2 separate regions of the Oryctolagus cuniculus genome follow, and region 2 is linked to region 1. A link is a contact called in public Hi-C data. All regions are on one chromosome and are shown on one strand. The core of a region is the stretch at or near the end of the contact, and the rest is flanking DNA. Distances in the headings are between cores, read along the strand shown.

Region 1 (4,843 bases), core at 768-3,267:
CTAGTGCAAAATGAGAACAAGGGGCCTCTTGTTCCAAAATCATTAAGAATTTCAAGATGGCAACAGCAGAGCATTAACCAAGCGCAAGGGTCTTGTGTTACTGCAGAGGAAGCATGTCCATGAAGCTCATTCTGATCCTGTTAAGGGTAACAGAAGTCAGAAATTTCAACTTCACCTTTACATAATGAAGAACTGCTTGAAAATGTCAAATGATAAGTTTTTAATGGAATTTCATCACAGACTGCAAAGCAGTCACTAATTTAATTACATTCAAGATGAATAACTGAGGAGTAGAATTACTTTAACCAGTGAACAATTTCTTGTCTCATCACTGACTGAATGGTTTTTAAAGCCATTTTAGTGAGGGCTTTTGCTGTGGCATAGTAGGTTAAGCCTCCACCTACAGCACCAGCATCCCATATGGGTGGCAGTTCATGTCCCAGCTGCTCCAATTCTGATCCAGCTGTGGCCTTGGAAAGCTTCAGAAGATGGTCCAAGTGCTTGGGGCCCTGCACCCATGTGGGAGACCTGGAAGCTCCTTGGTCCTGGCTTCGGATAGGCCCAGCTCTGACCATTGTGGCCATTTGGGGAGTGAACCAGCAAATGGATCACTCTCTATCTCTCTCTCACTCTCTGTAACTCTACCTCTCAAATAAATAAGATCTTAAAAAAAGAATTTTAGTAAAGCCTCTGAAAACTCTCTGGCAACAACTGAGGGGATCCAGCAGAGGTCCTGCATATTAGGATGGTAATCTGACTTAGATTCATACTTTTATTCTTTCTGATAGCAGGCAGCAAAAGCCTCATTGGTGTTAAAAGAAATTTTCCCCAATGAAGCGCTGAATATCACATAGAAATCCTGGGCTTGGATCTAGGTGCAGTAACATGCAGCTTTATCAGTGTATTATCTGCCCTTTGGGAAAAGAGAACATGTTTTTGGTTGTAAATGAGATAGCTATTACTTTAATACAATAGTTTTTAAAATTATGAAACATATTATATTCTATAAAGAATAATGGATGCCCAAGTAGCTACTTCTCAGCTCTCAAGAAATCAAATATTAAAATTTTAATTGAGGCGTTCCTCCTTTCTCCCACGGTAACTACCATTCCAATTTTTCTATACATTACCCCCTTGCATTTTTTAGCACATACCTACCTATTCATAAAATATTATCTTGCCTGTTTTTAACACCAAATTTAAATGACATCATACCTTACCTATCCATTGCCAATGTTTTGCTCATCTAATATTTTTCAGATTTATCTATGTTGTTGCATGTAGTTCTACTTCATCGGTGGTGTTGCCTAGGCTTGCAAAAGCATTTCTGTGGGTCCATCCACCTGAGCATGTACCCACTCAAAGCCCTCAGGTGGCAGAGGGAAGCCCAGGGGTCTGTGTCCGAAGGGTACTGGTGGTGTGGAGAGAGCGTGGATACAGGGGCTGACTCTGAACGCGTCCATGCTCGCGGGGTGCAAAAGCAAAGGATCTTGACAGCTTTCCCTGTAATGAATTCCAGTTCTGGAATTCTAAATTTGAATTTGACCTTCCATGCTGTTAGGAAGTTCTATTTAAGATAGGAGGCTAAAACATATTTCCTTTACTCAGCTTGATTTATAACTCAAATATGCAGAAATGAAGTACGCCGGCCTCCATGCATATTACTGAATGGGCTCCATAAATAGACTTCCCACGCTTTCCTCAAATCTAGCTGTTACAGGAGATCAACAGAAACGTTACTCTCTTCCTACGTCCACATTCCCTGCATGAATTTCCCTCCGCCCTCTTCTCTCCACTGACGGTCCTAACTTTAAGTTCGACGTCAAATTGGAACACAGATGCTAACCCGCCGCCAAAAACCAACGCTCCAGACTCTTGTGGCCTTCTACCGGGATGCACTTCCCCACATACCCGCCCACTCCGTCCGGCCCGGGGACTCCGCGGCATCATGGGATATGTAGTCTTTGGTGGGGCAACTTCCTTTATTAAGTCTCCTCCCCCAAGCGTCCCACGCTGCCTTTCGCCTTCGGGACGCCGTGACGTTAAGTTTGTACCCTCCCTGCTCCCTCCTCCTTTCTTTCCCGTTGGAGCAGCTCAGTCCGGGACTTCGGAAGACCTTTTACGACACTGGGTGTCAAGAGTCTGTCTCGGCGCCGGTTCCACTTTTCGGCAAAGTGACGTGGACGTCAACAGCAATGGCGGAAGGAGAAGAAGTCCTGGCACTACCAACGTCAAGTGGCGACGGCTGGTGAGTGAAAGCCGGGGGCTAATGCCCACTGGCCCTTTATTCTTCCTTCTCACTCTCCTGCCCGTCCCTGAGACACCAGCTGGCGCCGACGTTTAAAGAGAAAAGCCATCGTCGGCCAAGTCCGGTGCTCTGCCCCGCCCCCTCTGCCTGCCGGGTCCCCTCCGTCAGGTCCTGCCAAGGGGCTGGAGCAGGACTGGAAGAGCGAAGGGTGTCGTCCAGGTGCTAGGCCTGTCACTTCGTCCTCCGGTCTCCAGATTTTGCTAGAGAGGGTGGTTCTAGGGCTGGGTTGGCCAGAGGTTGGTAGGGGAGTTGCAGGAGGCTGTTTAAGCAGGAAGTTTTTTTGGATGTAGATCTGAGGCACTAGAATACCATTTGAAGAAGAGATGCTTTGAAATTATCAGCACGACCTTTGCCTGAGGGTTCAGAGGTTGAAAGACACACCCCGAGTGGATCCTTTCCACGTAATTGAGCTATTTTTTTCCTTTTTTTAAAAAAAATCTCGTTTCGATCCCAACAGTTTCCACGTTCGTCTCTTTCACAGAAGTTGTATTTTCCTACCTCCTCTTCTCACAGGTCGATTTCTAAGCTTAGGATGCAGTGTGGGACTTCGCTCTTGTGATCCCAAGCCTTGGCATGCATACCTGATTTGTTTTGAGGTAGTGGGGAGGACAACTTTACTCACCCAGTAATCTCGGAGAAGCGCTCCTACTTTTGAAATAGTTCATCTTCACAGTACACCATTAGGAATAATAAACATCCTATGTTTTTAAAAAGGAAGTTTCGAGGCTTGTCTAGTTTTTGTAGCTGATGTAAGTGTATTAGTTTGGGACTTGCTTGTGTATTATATAGGTGTACAGCTCACTGGCACTCTACTTACCTAAAAATAATACAAGACACTCTTAGTCTTCAACTTTTGTCTTTTGGGGAAGGGAATGGAAATCATTGAAGAATTATGTAGTAATTGAAAAATTCAACTTTTGTTTAGAGACATCAAATGTTATCTTAGTGCATGTACTCTGCAGAGTTAGGAGGAGAACTTATGATGACCTAGATGTTATTTTTTCTATTTACCTATAGAGTTAAGGAACGTAGTTACAAGGTAAAAATTAATCTTATTCTGTTGGAGTGTGACTTTAAGGGGGTTATGGCAGAAACCACTTCTAGCTGGAGTCGTTGGGGAAGGCATCGTGAAAGCATTGATGCTTGAAATAGGCCTTGAGGAATGAATAGGACTTGGATCTATGCTGGCTAAAAGAAGGGAGCCACGTGTGTAATTTAATTTTTTTAGTAGTCACAGTAAAGACTCCAAAGAGGATGTTAAAAATAATTTTAATGATCTATTTTATTGAATTTATCCAACCCATTATTTTGGCATTTATTCACTGTTTTTAAAACAATTAGATAATTTTGAATCTTTTTTGTACAAAGTTTTCAAAATCTGATGTACATTTTACATTGACCTTACATCTCAGTTTGGTGTAGCCATATTTCAGATGTTGAGTATCCACCTTCAGCTGAGGGCTAACATATTAGTGCAAAGATGGGAAAGACCTCAGCATGGAGTGATGGGACAAGCAAGAAAACTAGTGATTTGTTTGGAGAGTAACTACAGCTAGCAGAAGAGAAGCTGCAGAAAAATACATCTGGAAAAACAATGGAAAGCTTTTCAACCAGTTATAGGAACCTTTAAAAGAAATCCATGATGTAGACATTGCAAAACTTTTCAGAAAGTGACCCAGCTGTTTGTAACTTGAAGCGTGCTATTTTGGGTGAGTAAGTTGTTGTATCATAAACTGGCTGCAATCAGCTGGCTGAGGGCCCTGAGGGGAAATGTTTCTAGAATTAAAGTATCTTTGGGGAGTTCTTAAGTTAGGAGGATTATGAACAAGAGTATGGTTCACAGGGGCAGAGTGAATGGTTACTGGAAGGTAGCTTTTGTTTCCTTTTAGGGTTCCTATGTCTTTGATATGGCTTCTCATTTTCGTTCATGTCTTATTTTTATAAATAGAGGAACCTTGAGGTATTCTGCTGTGATTTCTGTTCTTCCTCTGTTCTTTTCTAATCTTGCTCTCAGCCTCATTCACTTCACCAGTTCCCTAGAAGTGAGTTTGAATAGAGTCAACAAAGACCTTGGGGTTGAGAGTCATAGGTTCCGTAAATCCTGTTCTCTTAGACCACTTGGTGAATGGATGGTTATAGAATGGGGACTCTTTACTCTTTTTATGAGCGATTAGGCAGTTGAACTTGTTAAAATTATATATCTACCTCCCATCCCCCCCCTTTTTTTTTGAGAGGTGGAGAAACTGCTGGAGCTCCCATCTGCTGGTTCACTCCTCAGCTGCCTGCAATGACTAGAGTTGAGCCAGCACAAAACTGGGAACAAGGAACTCATCTAGGTCTCCCACATGGGCAGCAGGGACAGGGACCTCCTAGAGTCTGCATTAGCAGGAAGCTGGAATTGGGTACCAAAACCAGGACCAGACCTAGGCATAGTATAGTCCCATATGGACTAGAACCAGCATCCATAGGAGATGCCGGTGCTTCAGGCAAGGGCTTTAACCCGCTGCGCCACAGCGCCAGCCCCCCACTTCTAAG
Region 2 (4,843 bases), core at 1,573-4,072, 180 kb after region 1:
ATGAAATGCTATTAGGAGATCTCATATTTTACTCCTCTTATTCTAGAGGGATGACACTAAGGTGAGGGAGATAAAATGACTTTTTCAAAGAAACAATGATACAGAGCCCAACAGAAAGCTTACATCTCCTATTCTTAGAGTTCATCAGTTCTTTCACCATACTGCAATGCATCTTATTAAAAAAAAAAAGAATGATGTAGTGGTTAAGACACTATCTGGGACACCTGCTTTCGATATCAGAGTGCCTTGGAGCTAAGTCCTAGCTCTGCTTCTCATTCTAGCGTACTCTGGAAGACAGCAGGTGATGGTTCAGTTACTTGGGTGCCTTCCACCCACACAGGAGAGCTGGAATGTGTTGCTCGCTCCTGGCTTCCACTTGGCCCAGCCCTGATTACTGTGCCCATTTGCAGAGTGAACAGATGGATCTCTGTTTTCCTCTGTCTCACCGCCTTCCAAATAAATTTTAAAAATTTTAAATTGGTGATGATTTTCTCTCCCTGAAAATTCATATGGCTCTCTATAGCCTCATACAATGCTTCACACATTATAGGCATCAAACCTCAGTACTCTGACATCAAAGCTTCCTTTGAAGCTAACTGACTGCTTAGGAAAAAATGTTTCCACCCTGGAAAGTATAAAATGGAAATATTTGTATGTGTACACAGGTGTATATAAACTTGCATGTGTATAAAATTACATATGTATACACCTGGGAATTATTTCACCAAAGGTTACTCTGAACTCTGGTACTACCCCTGTACAACTCCAGAAATCAGATAAAATCCTCCTCCCATTCAATCCCAGTACTGTTAAATGCAGCCAGGCCAATTCTCTGCACAGCTGTCAGATACCAAATGGATTTAACAGTCAGTTCAACAAACTCAGACAAGGCAGTTCACCAGAGACTCCAATGCTTGGCCCAACATCAGAGAACTGTATCAGACATGTTAGGCATGGTCGTTCACAGATATTTACAGGTGAAACTGAAAAATCTAAGATGCTTCCAGCCAATAAGTTTAAGAACTCACGCCAGATAAGAAAAAAACCGAAACCAAATGTCACTACACATCAATTTACTCTTTGGAACCCGTGTGTGTGTGTGTGTGCGCAGAAAACCATTTAATCAGGTTTACTTTTCTTCTGTCAAGCAACCAGCACTGCAGTTGCCCGTGAACCCTCCTGGCAAAACAAACAAAAACACTTCAACAAGGGGGAGTGGTTCATTATTAAAAAGGTCTTACTTCTGCTGTTTTAGGCCCTGGAAACCACAAAGCCATTCGTGTCACAGTGTACACTCGATAATGCAATCTAGCTTGCTTCGCTTGTTCATTAAACACAATCATCACGCTTGTAAATGTCCCCCGTACCTACAGCACTAAAGATAAATGCTGTGTCACTGAGAAGCAAAAGAAGTTTCTGAAACCGGAAAGAAACTGTCCCAGAAGATCGTTAACCTGTCCCCTCGGGCTACTCCACTCCCTACAAAGGAAGCCAGGGAAGTGGCTTCCCTAAACCCATGTGCTGCCGCTCGGCTGCTTCCGTCTGACCGACTCTCCCCCCTCCCCATCGGCACCACCTGTCAAGGAAAAGCTGTACAGGGTGCCACCTCTACGGCCCGAGGCTGCTTCTCACCATTTCTAGGTGGGCACCGGGACCTTCCGGGTGTCCGCTGCCCAGTGCCGGGCTGGCTCTGCCCTCCGGGGTCTTCCGTTCGCTGTTTCGCTTCAAGCTGCTGGCGTCGCCCCGGCCTCCGGCCTCCCGGCGCCGCCGCTGTCTGCTCCACAGGTACATGGCCCCGGCACCCAGCAGCAGGGGCGCCCCGACTGCTAGTGCCAGCTGCCATCGCGGCAGGCCCCCAGTGCCCGGGCCCGCGGTCCCGCTGCCGCCCACCCCACTCCCGGAGCCTGGTGCAGCCGCTGCGACCACCGCCGCCTCCACAGGCTTAGAGGCGGCCATGACGAGTGTCCTCCGCCACCGCCTCGCTGCTTGTCGTGGGCGCCACAGTCACCTGGCAGCGTGCGAGAGCAGACCGGAGGGAGGGAAGAAAGGCAATGAGCGAGCGAGCACGCTAAGCAGCGGGAGCGGACGACAGAAAAGGGCCAGAGGTCACCGGAAGCCCGGGGCATGCCGGGCCAGACCTAGCCGTCCTCCTCTTCCCCTCTCAACCGTAGAGGGAGAGGAAGAGGGAGAATCACTTCCGGGTTAAGGGAAACTGGAGGTACGCGGTGGGATGCCTGAGCAACTCTGCTTTCTCCCCGCGGCCGTTGGACAGAATCACTTCTAGGGTCATGGGCTCGCGTGGTAGCGGATGTCCTCCACCTTCAGGGAGGGACCGATGGCCCGCTAGCCCAGCGAGGGGAAAGAGGGGCTCGTCCACTGCGGGTTTGGGATGCGTAGGCGACCAAAGGAAAATCTCGGTTGCACTGCGAGTGGGCGGGGGCGGGACGGGCAGAAGAGTTCAGAAGGCAATTGGCTGCCAGGAACGGTGGGCGGGGCGTGAGCCGAACTGTCCAGTTTATTGGTAGGTTTGGGTCTCTGCCCGTTAACGCCACGTTGCCGCTTCTTGGATCTGAGCGGCCGTTAGCTGGGATTTCTGTCCGCGTGTCGGGGGAAACCAACGGATTGGAAGAGCCTCATTTAAGGATGCTCAGGCTGAAGCTAGACTACTGTGTCACCAGTCTTACCTCTACCATAGCCAGGTTGTAGCTTGGGTGAATTTGAGGTTATTGGATCAGCAGTAGATGGCAGAAGGGCTAAGTGGAAATGGGCAAATCCAGGTTGGCTCCAATAGAAACGGCTTCTACAGGGTCCCAGCTGCTCTCCGTGTGAAAGCGGCGACGTCTGTGTTGTCATGAGGTTCTCGAACTGATTGGGTATAAATGAGATGCCCAGGGATTCCCGCCTGTCTGCAGCCTGCCTTTGCGTTCATAGTCTTGAGTTGGATTTCTCCTGAGAACCCAGCTCGCGCCTCACTGACTGGAGCCCCTGGGCCTTTCCCAGCCCTCAGGCCCACACCCATTCGCCTCATTACCAAATCGTGATTTCATAGTTTTCCTATCTCTTGATTCAGAATTTTCCTCTGCTGCACCAGAGCTATTTAAATACAAAAACCACCCTTGTGTGACTTTTTTTTTTTAATTCACAGTATTTTCAAGAAGAAAGACATTAATAGAGAACTCAGGGCCTGCCTTGTGCAGCAGAGAACGTCCACATCCTGAATTGGAGTTCCTGGTTCAGTCCCACTTCCAATTCCAATCCAGCTTCCTGCTGATGCACACCCTGGGGTGCAGGAGGTGATGGCTCAAGTACTTGGGTCCTTGCTCCCGCAAACTGGGAGACCCAGATAGAATTCCTGGCCCTTGGCTTTGCCTACCCTAGCCCAGCCCTAGCTATTGTGGACATTTGGGGAGTGAAGCAGTGGTTGAGAGATGTGTTGCTCTGCTTTTCAAGTCAATAAAAACAAAATTGTCAAAATCCCCATGCACACAAGTTTGAAGATCATTACATTAAAAATATCCATGCATACAATAGGATTTTCATCATCACAGCACTACATAACGATTGAAAGGAGATAATTTATTAAGCAGCAGGAAAATGGACTGATTAAAATAGAGTGGCCTAAATTGAAAGACTTTCCAGATTAATGCTTTTCTCTTGCTTCATTTAGGTTTCTATTAGTAAATTACTTTCAGGCAATTGGGTTTCTTAGCAACAGACTAAAACCAGGGACAGGGGGCCAGAATAATAGCAATGGAATTCATCACTTAGCGATTGTTGGAGATAATCAGCTTCTCTCTTCTGAGCCCACAACCTCAGCAAGTCCTTTAACATAATCTCTGCTTTGCCTTTTCAGAACTGGAAGAGGGTCTTTTTCCCTGAAATTTAATTTTTCTACAGCCTGTTTTAGGATTGTGGTATACTAGTAATTGCTAACTATTGGCAGGAACTAAAACATTTAACTTTTTTGAAACTGTACTTAGTTACTGTAATAGGCAGTAAATTTTTAATGGTTAAAATCTAAAAGTTAAAACAAATTTACTGTGAAAACTAGTCCCTGCTCCCAGCCACACAGTTTCCCTCTGTTAAAATCTCTTGAAACTTTTTGAAAATTAATAATTATCTAAAAGATCTAAATGGTTTATTTTGGGGGGTTCTGCAATCATGTGGAAGACCCAGATGGAGTTCCTGGCTCCTGACTTCAGTCTGGCCCAGCTCCAGCTGTTGTGGCCATTTGGGGAGTGAACCAACAAATGGATGATCTCTCTCTCTGTAACTCTGCCTTTCAAATAAATGAGTCTTTAAGAAAAAAGATTAACTTTGCAATATCTTTTTTAAATTATTCTTCCTTTTCACTTTGCTATTTTCCAATGTGTGAAAGCACCTGAAAGTATATATAATACTTAACAGATGCTCAAGAAAATGTCTCCTATCTTATTAAGTTTGGGCTGCTGTAACAAAAATGCCATAGATTGGGTAACATAAATAATAGAAATATATTCATCACAGTTCTGGAGAGTGGAAGTCTGAGACCAGGGTACCATCATAGTTAGGTTCTTTGTATTCTCATGTGGTGGAAAGAATCCAAGAGTCTATCTGAAGTCCCTTTTATTAGACTTAATCATCTCTCAAAAGGCCTACCTTCTTATACTCCCACATGAGGGGTTAGGATTTCAACAGCTGAATGGGGGGGAAGCAAGTAGCTAGGTGGTTGTGATGGAAAGCAGATTATATCTGATGGTGGCAACTGCTCTGGATTGACTCCTGGTTGGTTTGTGATTTGTACCACACTTTGGATATTTGAAGGTCCCTGTTTCCTCTGAACTCTCCTGCTGTTATTTTTTCC

What was found. Hi-C and Micro-C count contacts between places; a contact is called where the count stands out from the background.
Region 2: a Hi-C map of psoas muscle shows a contact between it and region 1, with 6 times the contacts expected there. The contact joins the promoter of TOMM70 here to the promoter of TBC1D23 in region 1. A contact is called at or near these places in 2 of 6 Hi-C or Micro-C datasets (psoas muscle and an unstated tissue).

Annotation. Positions count from the first base shown.
Region 1 is chr4:54,787,274-54,792,116 of mOryCun1.1, forward strand. TBC1D23 (TBC1 domain family member 23) reads left to right here and starts at 2,018. Exons shown (of 19, transcript XM_070071986.1): 1 at 2,018-2,248. The coding sequence starts at 2,196.
Region 2 is chr4:54,966,914-54,971,756 of mOryCun1.1, forward strand. It overlaps TOMM70 (translocase of outer mitochondrial membrane 70), which reads right to left and starts at 2,823. Exons shown (of 13, transcript XM_051819158.2): 1 at 2,685-2,823; 2 at 1,633-2,008. The coding sequence starts at 1,956.